Linked DNA regions of Triticum aestivum: region 1 is linked to region 2. The links are chromatin contacts, called in public Hi-C maps. All regions are on one chromosome and are shown on one strand. The core of a region is the stretch at or near the end of the contact, and the rest is flanking DNA. Distances in the headings are between cores, read along the strand shown.

Region 1 (6,348 bases), core at 3,455-5,954, 210 kb before region 2:
ACATAATATGTAGACCAACATTGAGTGAATGAATCAATCAACAAGTTAAGCAAGAGGAAGCAAAACTTGGTGACGCTATTCTTGATAGCGTGCCAGCAATACGATAACGACCTCGCGTTGCATTCTTGAATGATATACATGTCATAAGGCGTAATGTGCTTCCGTGCGTAAAACATTTCATGCACTTGCTGCCAGAAGGTCTCCCAACCACGCGTCGCACAACAACTCACCCTTCATGACCGAGTAGCTCACCATTCTTCGTACTCTAAAAAACAACATGCGTTCAAAAATAAGCTCAATGACATTTGATCGAACACCTGCCAAGTGTGGAGTTCGCCATGGAGGTCGTCTATATGGGGGCGGAGTGTACGTGTGTACAAACGGTTCCAGGGTGGACAGGGCCATCGTAGAGGCGAGCGGGCGCGTCGGTGCTGGTTGAGGACGCCCTGCAATGCTTCTGTGGCAGCTGGAGACGTACAACAACGGTCACGAGGTGGATGGTGCGGATGTAAAGCAAGGAGGAGAAGGGGCGGGACAGAAGGAAATGAGACCGAGAGTGGGGATTGGGTCGGCCGAGGGTGTAAGAATCCTACGTGTTGAAGTCCTATGTGTCTTCTGTCTAAACTCCCGCAATACTCCCCCAATTTTTGTCTTCAATTTGCTAGAGAAAACACGTCTGAACCGCTCGGTGGACCGATACAGCCCGTGTTGGATGACTTCCACGACGAATGCGGCATCTTTTAAGCCATGGCCGGCCGGGCACCGGTTTCTTCTCTTTAGTTGGACATCTAATTAGTTCAACCACATTAAGAGTTACTTCTGATGTCCCCAAAAAAATTGTTAATAGTTTCTTCTTCGTTCCAAAGTTAATTTCTTTTTAAAATTTGACCAAATCTATAGAAAGAATATATAGCAACATCTATAACAACAAATTTGTTTCATTTTCTTTGTCATAAATTTATTTTCCAGAAAGAATCCAAAGATGTCAACACGTTTTTCTATGATTCTGGTCAAATATGGAGAAGTTTGACTTAGAACAAAGCTGGAACTTCGATTAGTTTGGAACGGAGAAACACCATGGATTAAAACCTGAAGAAAAATCAGACAAAAAAAAAACGCATCATATAGCGTGCGGGAATTGAATCCTAAGCTTCCAGGCAGTAACAGTATTGTTCAGCGTGTTACAGAGAAAAAATACCTTGCAAGAAGAAACAGAGGTGTTCAGTGTGTCATCCTAGAGTCTTTGTAATTTCACTTTTTCTTCGTCTTCCATCCATCATAGCAGTCCTGTGTGTTTTGCACTTGAACAAACAGAATGAGCAGATTAAACATACTTCTCAGCCTGCACAGCCTAATCATGGAGGATATGCATGCCTATTACCCGAAGCACAAAAGAGAAAACACCCAAAACACATGTCCAAGCTTTAAGATGGCACGCAATGAAGCAAGCATTACAACGAAAGCAACCTCTCTATATAAATTTCAGTTTTGCAATTTAATAAACGCAGCGGTGCTCTCTTCGTGACGCACGACCAATCCCCATCGATGGAGCATTATCGCGCAGCGTGGAACACGCACAAATTCATTGCAATTTAGAATCACCACAAGTATTGCTTGTCTCAGTCACAGGAACATAAGATGCAACGCCCGTTGTGTATAGTAAATCAATTAATTAACCGTCACCAGCAGTCAGGGTCGTGCCTTCGCTGTCTAACTGATTAGTATACGCAGCAATGGAATGTCACTACCGTCAGTCTCATCCGCGTCGATCATGTTTGTATTGGCTTCCTCAAGTCCAATACCAAGTACAGATGGCATCTCTAAAGAAAACCAGACCTGCACGCTGTAGGAAACACGACGCATTGTCCGTTAGATAGAGACTGATACATGCAAGGTGCAGTGTGCCCTCCTCCATCAGGTAAAATATTACAACATTGCCATTATTTACTTGATAGGATAGTAGAAGAACAACTGATAGATAATGTATTTCAAAAAAAAAACTGATAGATAATGTAGTTGAAGCTTAGTAACATCGAGATCAACTAAATGAAATGGCACATACTAAGTGTTCGAGGGAAAAAAGAAATGGCACAACTTGTTTGGAACAGAGGTCCATAAATGAAAGGAAGTTTCTTTGAATGTCCTTAAAAAAAAGAGAAGAGAAGTTTACTGTTTAATGAGTGTTTTTCTAGTGTCGATAACTAGCTCGTATGTTCTAATTTAGGTACGCTAAGCCCAAATTCTTTGCAGATATAAGCGGGGTTAGTTTTGCAGATAACATATGTAACCAACACCACCATTGTTGCATGGTGGTAACTTAGGTCGGTAACACAGATAACCAGGCAACACCCTTTTTGTCAGCTGCAACATCAATGAAACAAAACTGGGTTCTGTCTTATGTTATCTTCCTCTAAGGATTTTAATAGCAATACACTCGTGGCATTGGACATCTCAACTCTCCAATAAATAGAGGGCATAGGAAATCAAACCTAACAGAAATCATCTGCCATGATTAACTTAACTGTGAACTTTTCTCCATACAAAGTAAAAAAAAAAAATACATGTTCGCTTTAAGTAGTGGCATGCTTCTTTGAAATGGAGGAATTACAGAGATACTGGTACCCATGGATAGGCTTGGAACCTTGGACTATCCGTCAGACTGAGACTGCATTTAGACTGTCACAGCAATGGGACTCATAAACAATTTCTGCACTACCATTTAAGTATGAAATATGAGTAGACTTTGTAATAATACCACTCATACAAAATTATTGAGAACATGCAACAATAAAAATAAACATCGCAATCATGATGCGTACATATTACTAAATTATCTCCAGGTGCAGAAATAAAATAATCAACTAATGATGATGTGTATCTAAGTTAAATCATTTGAATAGGAAAGGAGGATTTCCCAAGAGCTTACGTGTTAATAGAAAGGCTGTTTAAAATTCGATGTACATAGTCAAACGCGGGGTTGTCAGCATTTAGAAGACGTGTGCTGTCCCGAGTAATGGAATCCATGAATTTTGAGAACTTTCCCAACTCAAGCAACTCGGCGATTTGAGCTCATTCAGCAGTACCTCATGGTGTCTGGATATAATGAACACAACTGCAAGTCTGCAACCAGAGCAACACAAATTCGTTAAGTTTCTGCCACAACAATCATCCTGAAAAATGGATTGAACTTTGTGAAATAAACATTCCACTGTACTAGTGCCATACGGTTACTATGATGCTGCTAGAAGACAGAGACAGGGGCACAACAGAACTGATTCATTAAGTTCAGCAATTGTATCTGCTCCAAGAAGCCGGAATTTCGTGAAACTATTCAAGATTTTGAGACACAGACAGGGTGCACGAGGTATTTACACCAAGCATCAAATTGCAATAGAGAGGTCACAAGATGATAAAGATCTATAGTTGTAAAAAGAAGTAAATAGTTTAACTGCCATTCATCTAGCATGCATATGTGCTTATTATAACACGTACAGTTGCACTGCTAACCTGGTCCTACTCACAATAGTTACTCCATCAGAAATTAAAAATCTGGAGAGGATAACATCTTCAAATGGATAACATACTGGAAAACAACACGTCTGGTTGCCACTATAACAACAAGGTGAAACCATATTGTTGTGCAGCAAGTGTATCCATTGGTTCCGTATGCCACAAAGGTCAATTCGTGCTTGTGGCGGTTAACAAAACAAAATAAATCCAGGTCATGTAGAACATGAACATACGAAGCAGCTCAATTTTGTGATAATTCACAGTGAATAAATTTGTCAGAAATCACACCCTTTCTGTCGTTGAAGTGTGACAAGACTGTAGAAATGTATAGCCCATATTCGGAAGTGAATACCATATACTGTAGGAATGTACTGTACTTGATAGTGAATACCGTACTCTTAGTGGATATGCTCCAGTGCTTGCTCCACAAACTGGCCATGGCATACATTGATCGCTTGAATCAGTTCAATAATGGCAGCAAAATCATGTTTGGGGCTCCTTTCATTTTGAATTCTTTTCTGCATTTGCTCAATGTACAACATACAGAAATCAGAATGCTGGTCCCAGATGAGAAGTGAGATGATAAAATCATCAATGGACAAATCCTCCAATCACATCAGAATAAACAAGTACTCAAGAAGTAAGCAATATCCAAGAACACTGACTCAATCAGACATCAAGAAGAGAAACACACCATATGACACATTTTGCTGCTTATCAGCCACCGGAATGTTCTCAAGGATGGTTACCATTCGCACTGCAAGATTCATCACCATTGTTTTCTATGTCCTTGTCCTCCTCTATAATTATATGCAGAAATACATTCCACATAGTTTAGAACTATCTGTAATCTAAGGCATAGCTGGAGAATGCCGATTCTCCTCGCAGGAATTTCGGGGATGGGTTTTTGGGCGCTAACTTTTGGGGGATGTGTTAGAGTTGCCCTAAGCACGCAGCCCATAGTGCAGAAAATAGCTTTAATAACGCCAGGGAATTGCGGGCTCACCGACAGGGTTGGCGTCGATGGGCTGCTCGCCGGGAGCAGCCGCCGACCCGCTGCCGCGATACATCGGGCGGAGTGGCTAGGCCCTCAGCCGCCGCCGCCGTCTCTCGCAGAGGAAACCCAAGGTTGCGGTGCGGCGGCCGGCCGTGGTGGAATGTTTCAGGGAAGGCCCTGCCCTGGGTAGTTATTGCAACTGGACCCGTCAATGGCCCTGACAGGTGGGACCAACAGTTCAGGACTTTTCAGCCGTTTTTGGATCCCAACAGAGAGCAGAGCTCCTCCGTCCCCATCGCCGCCGGTCGCCGCCCCTCCGGCCCTCCCCCACGACCCCCCTTCCCGCCGTCCACACCTAGCGCTGCCCCTCCCCCTCACTCTGGGGGAAAAAGATTCGACGGCGATGGCGGAGGAGGCAGGAAGGAGGAGGCGCGCGGCGGTGGTTGTGCTGGGCGACATCGGCCGCAGCCCGCGGATGCAGTACCACTCCCTCTCGCTCGCCAACCAGGTGCTCCTCTGACGAATCCGTAACCTCGCGTCTGTTTTGGCCGGATCGAATTAGAGCATAGGATTTTGTGTTTTAGTAGTATCTTAGACTTAGCTGTTCGTTATTCTTCTTCTTAACAGGCCGGCATGGAAGTGGACATTGTTGCAAACGGAGGTATTCTGTCTTCACACAATTTCGTTTTGTTGTTGAATTCTACTGCCAAATGGTAGAACGAAGCCATCTATTTCCTAGATGCATGTTAAGGAACGTCATACAGGCCGGAGTTTCATCAGCTTTCAGTGTTATTTTTGTTGAGATCTGACCTTGTATCCTATCCTATGTCTTTGAGCAGGAAGTGATCCCCATTTATCCCTGAGAGAGAATCCATCAATTCATATACACGAGATGGTATTGATCGTTTGAAGTATTTTATTTTCTCTATTTTCTCTTACTACAGTTAACTTCCAAGTATTATCTTCAGAAATCAGTGCAGTTATCGGGAATTTCAAAGATATCTGGTGCCCTGGCGCTGCTACTTAAAGCTGCCATCCAGTTTATCATGCTGATTTGGTTTCTCTGCTTTAAGATTCCTCGCCCTGATGTCTTCATTGTTCAGGTAAAATTACATGCAGCTCTCTTATTTGCATATGTGGTTCAGAATTACATGAACAGTATGTCTAATCACTAGCATTGTCAGCAAATTTAGTTCTTTTTTAGAGCATTCAACAATCTAGAATTCGTTGTCTACCATACTAAGTAAATGAATAGTCATAGTTGGCTTATTGTGCAGCTTAAGTATTAAATAGTAACTCGTGCTATGCTATATGTACAGTAACATATTGTTTACACCATTCTCATTTTGGCAATGCTGATTGTAGTATATTCACAAAATTGCTTACTCTGACCCTTACCTAGTTACAGAATATGCTTCAGTCTCACCCCGTTAAGATTTAATCACCTAGAGCCCCTTTTGATTGATATATTTAAAGATTCTTTTGGTAATATAAAAATGTCAAAAATTTAGTTATCGCGTTTCACAGTAACAATGAGAGACCTGATTTGTGTCATTTGACCATCTTTTGTCCAACAGAATCCACCCTCCGTTCCAACATTGGCGGCTGTAAAACTGGTTAGCTGGCTAAGAGGTGCTAAATTTATTGTGGATTGGCATAACTTTGGATATACTTTGCTTGGGTTGTCTCATGGCAGAAGTCATGTAATAGTCAAAGTCTATTTTTGGTAACCCCTCCAACCATATTCGCTTATCTGCTAGACTGCTGGTGTATCCTATTGGTCATGTGTTTTAATTAGTGTTGTTTTCTTGTATTCTAGGTTTGAGAAGCACTTTGGACGT
Region 2 (6,758 bases), core at 3,654-6,153:
ACCTTTTCCTTTCTTGTTTCATTTTTATTTATTTCCTTTTCCCTCTTTCTCTCATGATCTTTTTTAAATTCATTAACATTTTCTGAATCCATGATTTTTTTCTGAATCCATGTTCTTTAAATTCCTGAACATTTTCTGAATCAGCAAAATTTTCTTTTGAATCGGCAAACTTTTTTCAAATTCATGAACTTTCTCAAATTCATGAAATTTCCAAATTCACAACGTTTTTTGAATTCATGGTGTACGTGCTAGAAAAGGTACACCATGAGTTCCTCAAATCTAGAACTCTATTCCTCAAATCCATAGACGCTTCACCTTCAAATTAGACTCGCTCCTTCTTAGAACTATGATTCTTCCTCAGAGATGATTCAGTTTCTAAGCATTGTACGCCGTAAATTTTGCAAAACTTTCCCAAGTTTAATTTACAGCCTCTAGGGATCATATGTGGATGCCATGCCGAGTTTCATGTTTTTAGACTTCGTTTGCACTTTTTGGAATTAAAAAACCAATAAATTACATGTTCAGGGTCGAGTCTTGACACCCTCATGTTTGAAATTCCTTTCCTTTTATCTAGGCCTAAACTTGAACTCAAGAACACAAATATGATTTCTAACCCATTTTTTCAACTTTTTCATGCATTTGCAGGTCAACTTTTGAATATTATATTCATTTAATGGCTTAGATATAGCAAATAGACCGCGAAAATGCCAAATTTTGAGACGGGTCATGTAATGGTGTATCTGGAGTGTAGAAAAAAAAGGTGAAGTCTAGCAGATGAAGCAACAACTGTACCGCCTTCAAACCAGACCTGTTTCCTCTCGAACGTACATTTCTTCCCCGGGGAAACTCCGGTTTCTAAGCAGTCGACATCACCATTGTTGTGAAAGGCTTCTCAAATTTTTACCACAACATGTAGGTGTTATATGTGGGGACCATGCCAAGTTTCATTTGGTTTTGGACACAATTTGCATTTTCATAATTAATAAAATCAATAAACTCCAAATTTTGGGTCGAGTCTTGACACAGTCATGTTTACAATTAATTTTCTTTTCTTGGATAAGGCCTAAACATGGGCTGCAGAACACAAATATGATTTTTCAACCTAATGCAAAAATTTCATGTACATGCATTTTTATTAGATTAACTAAATGCCTAGACATGCACTTAGTTTCTTAAATATAGTGCACAGATCCCGAAAGATGTCAAATTTTGACATGGATCATGCAATGGTGTATCTTGGGTGTATAAAAAAAATTCAAAGCCAACAAATGATACAGTGGCGGCATCACCTTCAAACCTAACTCTTTCCCTCTCAAAACAAAGTTTCTTTCTCGAAGATAGGTCGGTGTCTAGCGGTGTACGACACAACTTTTATGAAACATTCTAAAATTTTACTACAACCTATATGTGTCATATGAGGATACCATGCCAAGTTTCATCCTTTTCAAACATCGTTTGCATTTTTTAAATTAAAACCTAATAAACTTCATGTTTGGGGTCGAGTCTTGGCCCCCTAATGTTCAAAATTCCTTTTATTTTCTTTGATAAGGCCTAAACATGGACTCAAGAACACAAATATGATTTTTTAACCAAATTTGCGAACTTTCTCGTGCGCTTGATGTTCAAATTTTGTTATATCCACTAAATACTGAGATATGCACTTAATGTCTTAAATATAGGAAACAAACCCCGAAAGATGGCAAATTTGTACAACAGAGATTCACTTAGTTCATAAAGTCTTTGTAGAGATTCGACTATGGACTACATACGGAGCAAAATGAGTGAATCTACACTCTGAAACGCATCTACATACATACATTTGTATGTGGTCCATAGTGAAATCTCTGCAAAGACTTATATTTAGGAACGGAGGGAGTATTTTTTTTGTCGTTCACACGCCTTCTCTTCCTCTTTTTTTGTTGACATACTACCATCAGGGGCAAAATTGTCTTTCTAAATGCTAGTTAACACTGCTGGATGGAAATGTCACATAGGAAACAAATTAAATAAAGTTTGAGTGCCAAAAGAGGAAGAAAAGAGTTTTTTGGGCCAAACAAGGAAGCAAATTTTAACAAAGGGCCAAATAAGGAATTCTCTCCCATCCGAGAGCAAACATAATCAACTACTGCATATAAATAACTATGATGCTTGGTACATTTGTTTCTTTACGACCATGGTGTCCTACGATGCTTGGTATAAATAACTACTGCATATTTGTTTTGTTAGTCCCGTCTAGGTGCGCTCCAATCTCGCTGGACTTGGCCGTGCTGGCTAGCTAGCTGGGCACCGGTTTGTGGGTAGAGAGGGAGGTGGGGATCCAGATCGGGATAATTCCTTGGTCGGTTTCGGCCGGCCACGACGACGACACGCTCGTGGCTGCGGATATTCTTCTTGGACACATCGTTCAGGTCCGCCCTACCCCTTCCCACCTCACTGCTTCTCGGGTGAAAACCCTAACTGCGGTGACTGGCGACGGCGCTCAAGGCATCGTGTCCGTCCTGAAGGTATCACCATGAGAGCTTTGTGATGGTGGGCATTGTTTGGGTTTGTTGGTAGGTGCAGATGGCGTGCCCCTCTTTCTCTAGGGGCATCTGTTTCAGGGGAAACCCTAGATCTGGATCTCCCGGATCGGATGATGACGGAGACTGTGATGCCGTTTTCCCTCCTAAGGGCATTGTTTTGGAGCAGAGTTTCATTGGAGGAGCTAACAGGTGGAGCGGTGTTACATACCGCATTGAAGATGGCGGGTCTCGATGGCATGGAGCAGCGTAGTCTCGGCGCTGGATGCGGTTTGATGGATGTGTGCAGGATGGTGGCGTTGTTTGGCCTTGTGGTGACGTCGACGACCGATGGGCCTGGCAAGGTCTATGCAATGGTCCCTCTCGAAGATGGGACGGCGGAAGATGGCAGAATCCTAGAGCGTACGCATGCGGTGCGCATTGTGGGATGCTTAGATCGCTTGGTTCTCTCAGCTTGCTAGGTGGGCGGCTTCTTGAGCCCACTAGAATACTGGATTAGATGGTGTCCATTGATGCAATCAGGGCACATCTTTATACTTTTAGGTGTAGCGACTTTTCGCCTCGAAGGTGGCTTTGGGTTGATGTTTGTATTTATTTTGTCACTCTATTGATTAGTAAAGATGGCCGCATGCATCATTTTGACGTAGAAGCCGGGGGTAATGCTCCTTAAAAAAAGGTGTATTTGATTAATAGCATGACCACAATAAGCTAAGTATTTAATTGTGAGAATCTTCCTATGAAGGGAAATAACTGATGTAATCATACATCATGCAAAAAAAAATTAGAAGAATCATACACACTAAACATTTCATATTCAGAACATAAAAACGTTGAATCCTAAAGGAAAAGGTTTAATTTTTACTCAAGTTGTATTGTTCATAGTATAGTTTGTGACCCTCAATTTACAGAGAAGAAGTTTACATGGAAATGTAAATGCTATAATCTTTTTTTGGCAAAGAAAACATACCTAGATCTATTAACCAAACCAACGGTGCAAACATTCTGGAAAAATAAAGAAATTACATCAAAATCCCTGAGCCGACCATTTTCTTCCTCCCGAACGGGTTGATGACATGGTACCACAGACTCTCCATCACTGGATGTTGCAGTATAAGTGCGGAGCCTACCTTGTCAATCAGCTTTTGCATGCAACTCTACATGATTTTGGTGTTATGAGTTCAAATTTCAGCCCGGCACAATTAAAATTAAAAATTGCTGCCCACTCTTGGTCAACGTTTAGGCCCGCCGTGGGAGCCAACACTTCAAGAGCGGCTTCATAAATCCAAACAAAGTTACCAAATTTGTCTAAGCATTCAGGTACTTTACCAAAGTCGACTCACACATTATGTAATTTTCCATCATATTGACTGTCAAATGTCCAACTCTACACATTGATAGTTGGATCAGTCCCTAGCAGATTGAAATCATCAAATTTGGAAAGGCCACATGTGCAAGTGGAGCCGCTGCACAGGCCCCCGAAAATCTGGGCCCCCCAATTTGTGTGCAAGTACCATATATATATATATATATATATATATATATATATATATATATATATATATATATATATATATATATATATATATATATATTACTAAATCTCGAGATTAATAAAGAGCAAAGACTGAACCGTTAAAGTGCCAAAACAAAAAAGTGCAGCCCCCAGCCCAACGCACGTCAATAAATCCTGAGATTAATAAAGAGCAAAGACTGAACCGTTAAACTGCCAAAAGAAAAAAGTGAGGGTTTTAATGATTGGGCACATCTTAGCATTAGCATTTGCGAGCACGAAACAAGTGTCGAACATGTTCTGAATATGATCACTTGCTATGATTTGCGTCTACGGTTGCAAAAGAATCAAATTATTGATTGTGCAGCGCAGCGACAACTTGAGCAAGAAAAGGACCATTGGAGAAAAGTTCTATTTAGGATGACACACTTTGGCTAAAAGAGTAAAAGATGAACTTGTAGCTCAAAATTCTAAGATTTTTCTCTTGTACTAGCATGTAATTCCTTGAGAAATTTGTACTACCGTACTGACTAATAAAAATAATGTTTTAATTGCCTACTTGACTTTCTTATACATGGGGCCTAAATTGTGATTTCGCTCCGGGGCCTCAGTTTCCGGGGTACGGCCCTGGCGGCTACGGACTGGTGCACTTGTTTAAACGGAGTGAGTGCTGAGCAACTGTTGAAGCTAGCCAACTGCACAGGCCCACGTCCATGTCCGTAAGGTCAGTGCGTATATTCTTTCCATATAAGTCCAGCATTATTGCTTTTAGCAGCCCTCCAGTGGCACCTCCAACTAAACATGTTTTGTTGACTTCGCATACATGATTATTCAAGCTCATCCTCGCTAGCACGTGATTCTGCTGATCGATGATAGTTTGCGGTTGCGGGCCCGAAGCTTCAAGAGCGGCTTCATAAATCTAACAGCGCCCGAGGTTTTGACATCGGAGCCACAGCTAACGACAAGCACGGAGAAAGAGAAACAGTCGCAAAACCCCACGCACGCACATGGAGATGGAGGCTCCGGCGGACCAAGCTAGCGGCAAGCACATCGTTCTGGTGCACGGCGCATGCGTCGGCGGCTGGGCCTGGTTCAAGGTGGCGACGCGGCTCAGGGACGCCGGGCACCGCGTCAGTGCGCCTGACCTCGCGGCGTCGGGCGTGGACCCCAGGCCGCTGCGCGAGGTGCCGACGTTCCGCGACTACACCAAGCCGCTGCTGGACCTCCTGGAGTGCCTCCCGCCCGGGGAGAAGGTGGTGCTCGTCGGCCACAGCCTCGGCGGCGTGAACATCGCCCTCGCCTGCGAGCTGTTCCCGGAGAAGGTCGCCGCTGCGGTGTTCCTCTCCGCATTCATGCCGGACCACAGGTCGTCGCCGGCGTACGTGCTTGAAAAGGTACGCCGTCGAATCTGCAAAGGTACGCCAGCTTATTGCTCTTTATACTACTGAGTGTTTGCTCGATCTAAAAAGTTCGTGGAGGGGGGAACGCTGGACTGGATGGACACGGAGTTTAAGCCTCAAGATCCGGAGGGCAAGCTTCCTACTGCCATGCAGTTCGGGCCGCTGGTCACCCGAGCAAAGTTCTTGCAGCTGTGCTCGCCGGAGGTATGCGAAATTACGAACCTGTCGCTCTGTTAATCAATCTGTTCGAACATCGATGAAATGCCCCTGCATGCTGGGAAGCTGTACACTGATTGAAATTTGAAATTGACCAAATAGAAATTAATCCTAGAGTTGCATGCTGTTTGGAATCATATGTATGGCAGGATCTGACGCTGGGAAGATCCCTGATGAGGGTCGGTTCGATGTTCGTGGAGGACCTGAGAGTGCAGCCACCATACACGGAGGCTCGCTACGGGTCGGTGCGCAGGGTGTTCATCGTCCTCAAGGACGACAACGCCATCGTCGAGGGGTTCCAACGGTGGATGGTGCAGAACTACCCCGTGGAGGAGGTCAAGGAAATCGACGGCGCCGACCACATGGCGTTGTTCTCGACGCCGGCCGAGCTAGCGCACTGCCTCGCCGACATCGCCGTCAAGTATACCGCCTGACGATATGGTGTGGCACACGCTGCGCTTGCTGGTCTATCTCTTTACCTTTGATGATACGGTCTTGTTGCCGGCATTAATTTGTGATTTGTCAGTGCTGTCTGTGTCAGTCTCCGACCTTTGTAGTACAGTACTGATCTATCTACTGCTCTTGTTCATGGTGGTGTTTTGTCCCTTTCATTATGTTTCCTCGACAATTTTTTGTTGTCGATTGGATAGGTTTTGAATGTTGCCGAGACTTTATATCGCACTCAATTTCAGAAAGACGATGTTTCAACGTCACATCGCATCGTGGTGCCAAAGTGAATTTCCGGTGGCGGTGGGTGAGCACCTACTGGTTTTTTTTGAGGGTGAGCACCTACTGGTTGTTGTGATGCACTCAGCTTGCCTATTCGGATTTACAGAGGAGGAAGAAGATCAGGGGAGGGAGAGATACAGACAGACGGGGGAAATGGTCTAGTTCTATCTGGAAACTCGACATTCTTCAGGCCGTCTTCACGCCATCTTCTGTCTGGGCCTCCAGTTCCTAGGTCTGGCGCCTTGGGCTGATGTCCAGGAGTGGGCCAGGTCATGACACTCGCCACCCTTGAAACGGAGAGCTCCTGTACGGCGCCCTCTGCGCCCTGGAACGAACTGGCGCTCACGCGCGCCCGAGTGGGCTGCGGCCCAGCAACGCGCTTTT

What was found. A called contact is a pair of places that touch in the nucleus more often than the background predicts.
Region 1: a Hi-C map of leaf shows a contact between it and region 2, with 2.4 times the contacts expected there. The contact joins the promoter of LOC123098666 here to the promoter of LOC123100339 in region 2. A contact is called at or near these places in 3 of 5 Hi-C or Micro-C datasets (all in leaf).

Annotation. Positions count from the first base shown.
Region 1 is chr4D:465,736,509-465,742,856 of IWGSC CS RefSeq v2.1, reverse strand. It overlaps LOC123098666 (UDP-glycosyltransferase TURAN), which reads left to right and starts at 4,704. Exons shown (of 16, transcript XM_044520712.1): 1 at 4,704-5,015; 2 at 5,135-5,168; 3 at 5,347-5,402; 4 at 5,476-5,610; 5 at 6,085-6,233; 6 at 6,327-6,348. The coding sequence starts at 4,719. LOC123098667 (a long non-coding RNA gene) reads right to left here and starts at 4,674. Exons shown (of 5, transcript XR_006447959.1): 1 at 4,517-4,674; 2 at 3,907-4,028; 3 at 2,927-3,120; 4 at 1,199-1,843; 5 at 1-1,089.
Region 2 is chr4D:465,529,079-465,535,836 of IWGSC CS RefSeq v2.1, reverse strand. It overlaps LOC123100339 (salicylic acid-binding protein 2), which reads left to right and starts at 4,903. Exons shown (of 3, transcript XM_044522278.1): 1 at 4,903-5,423; 2 at 5,499-5,633; 3 at 5,795-6,256. The coding sequence starts at 5,037. The coding sequence ends at 6,079.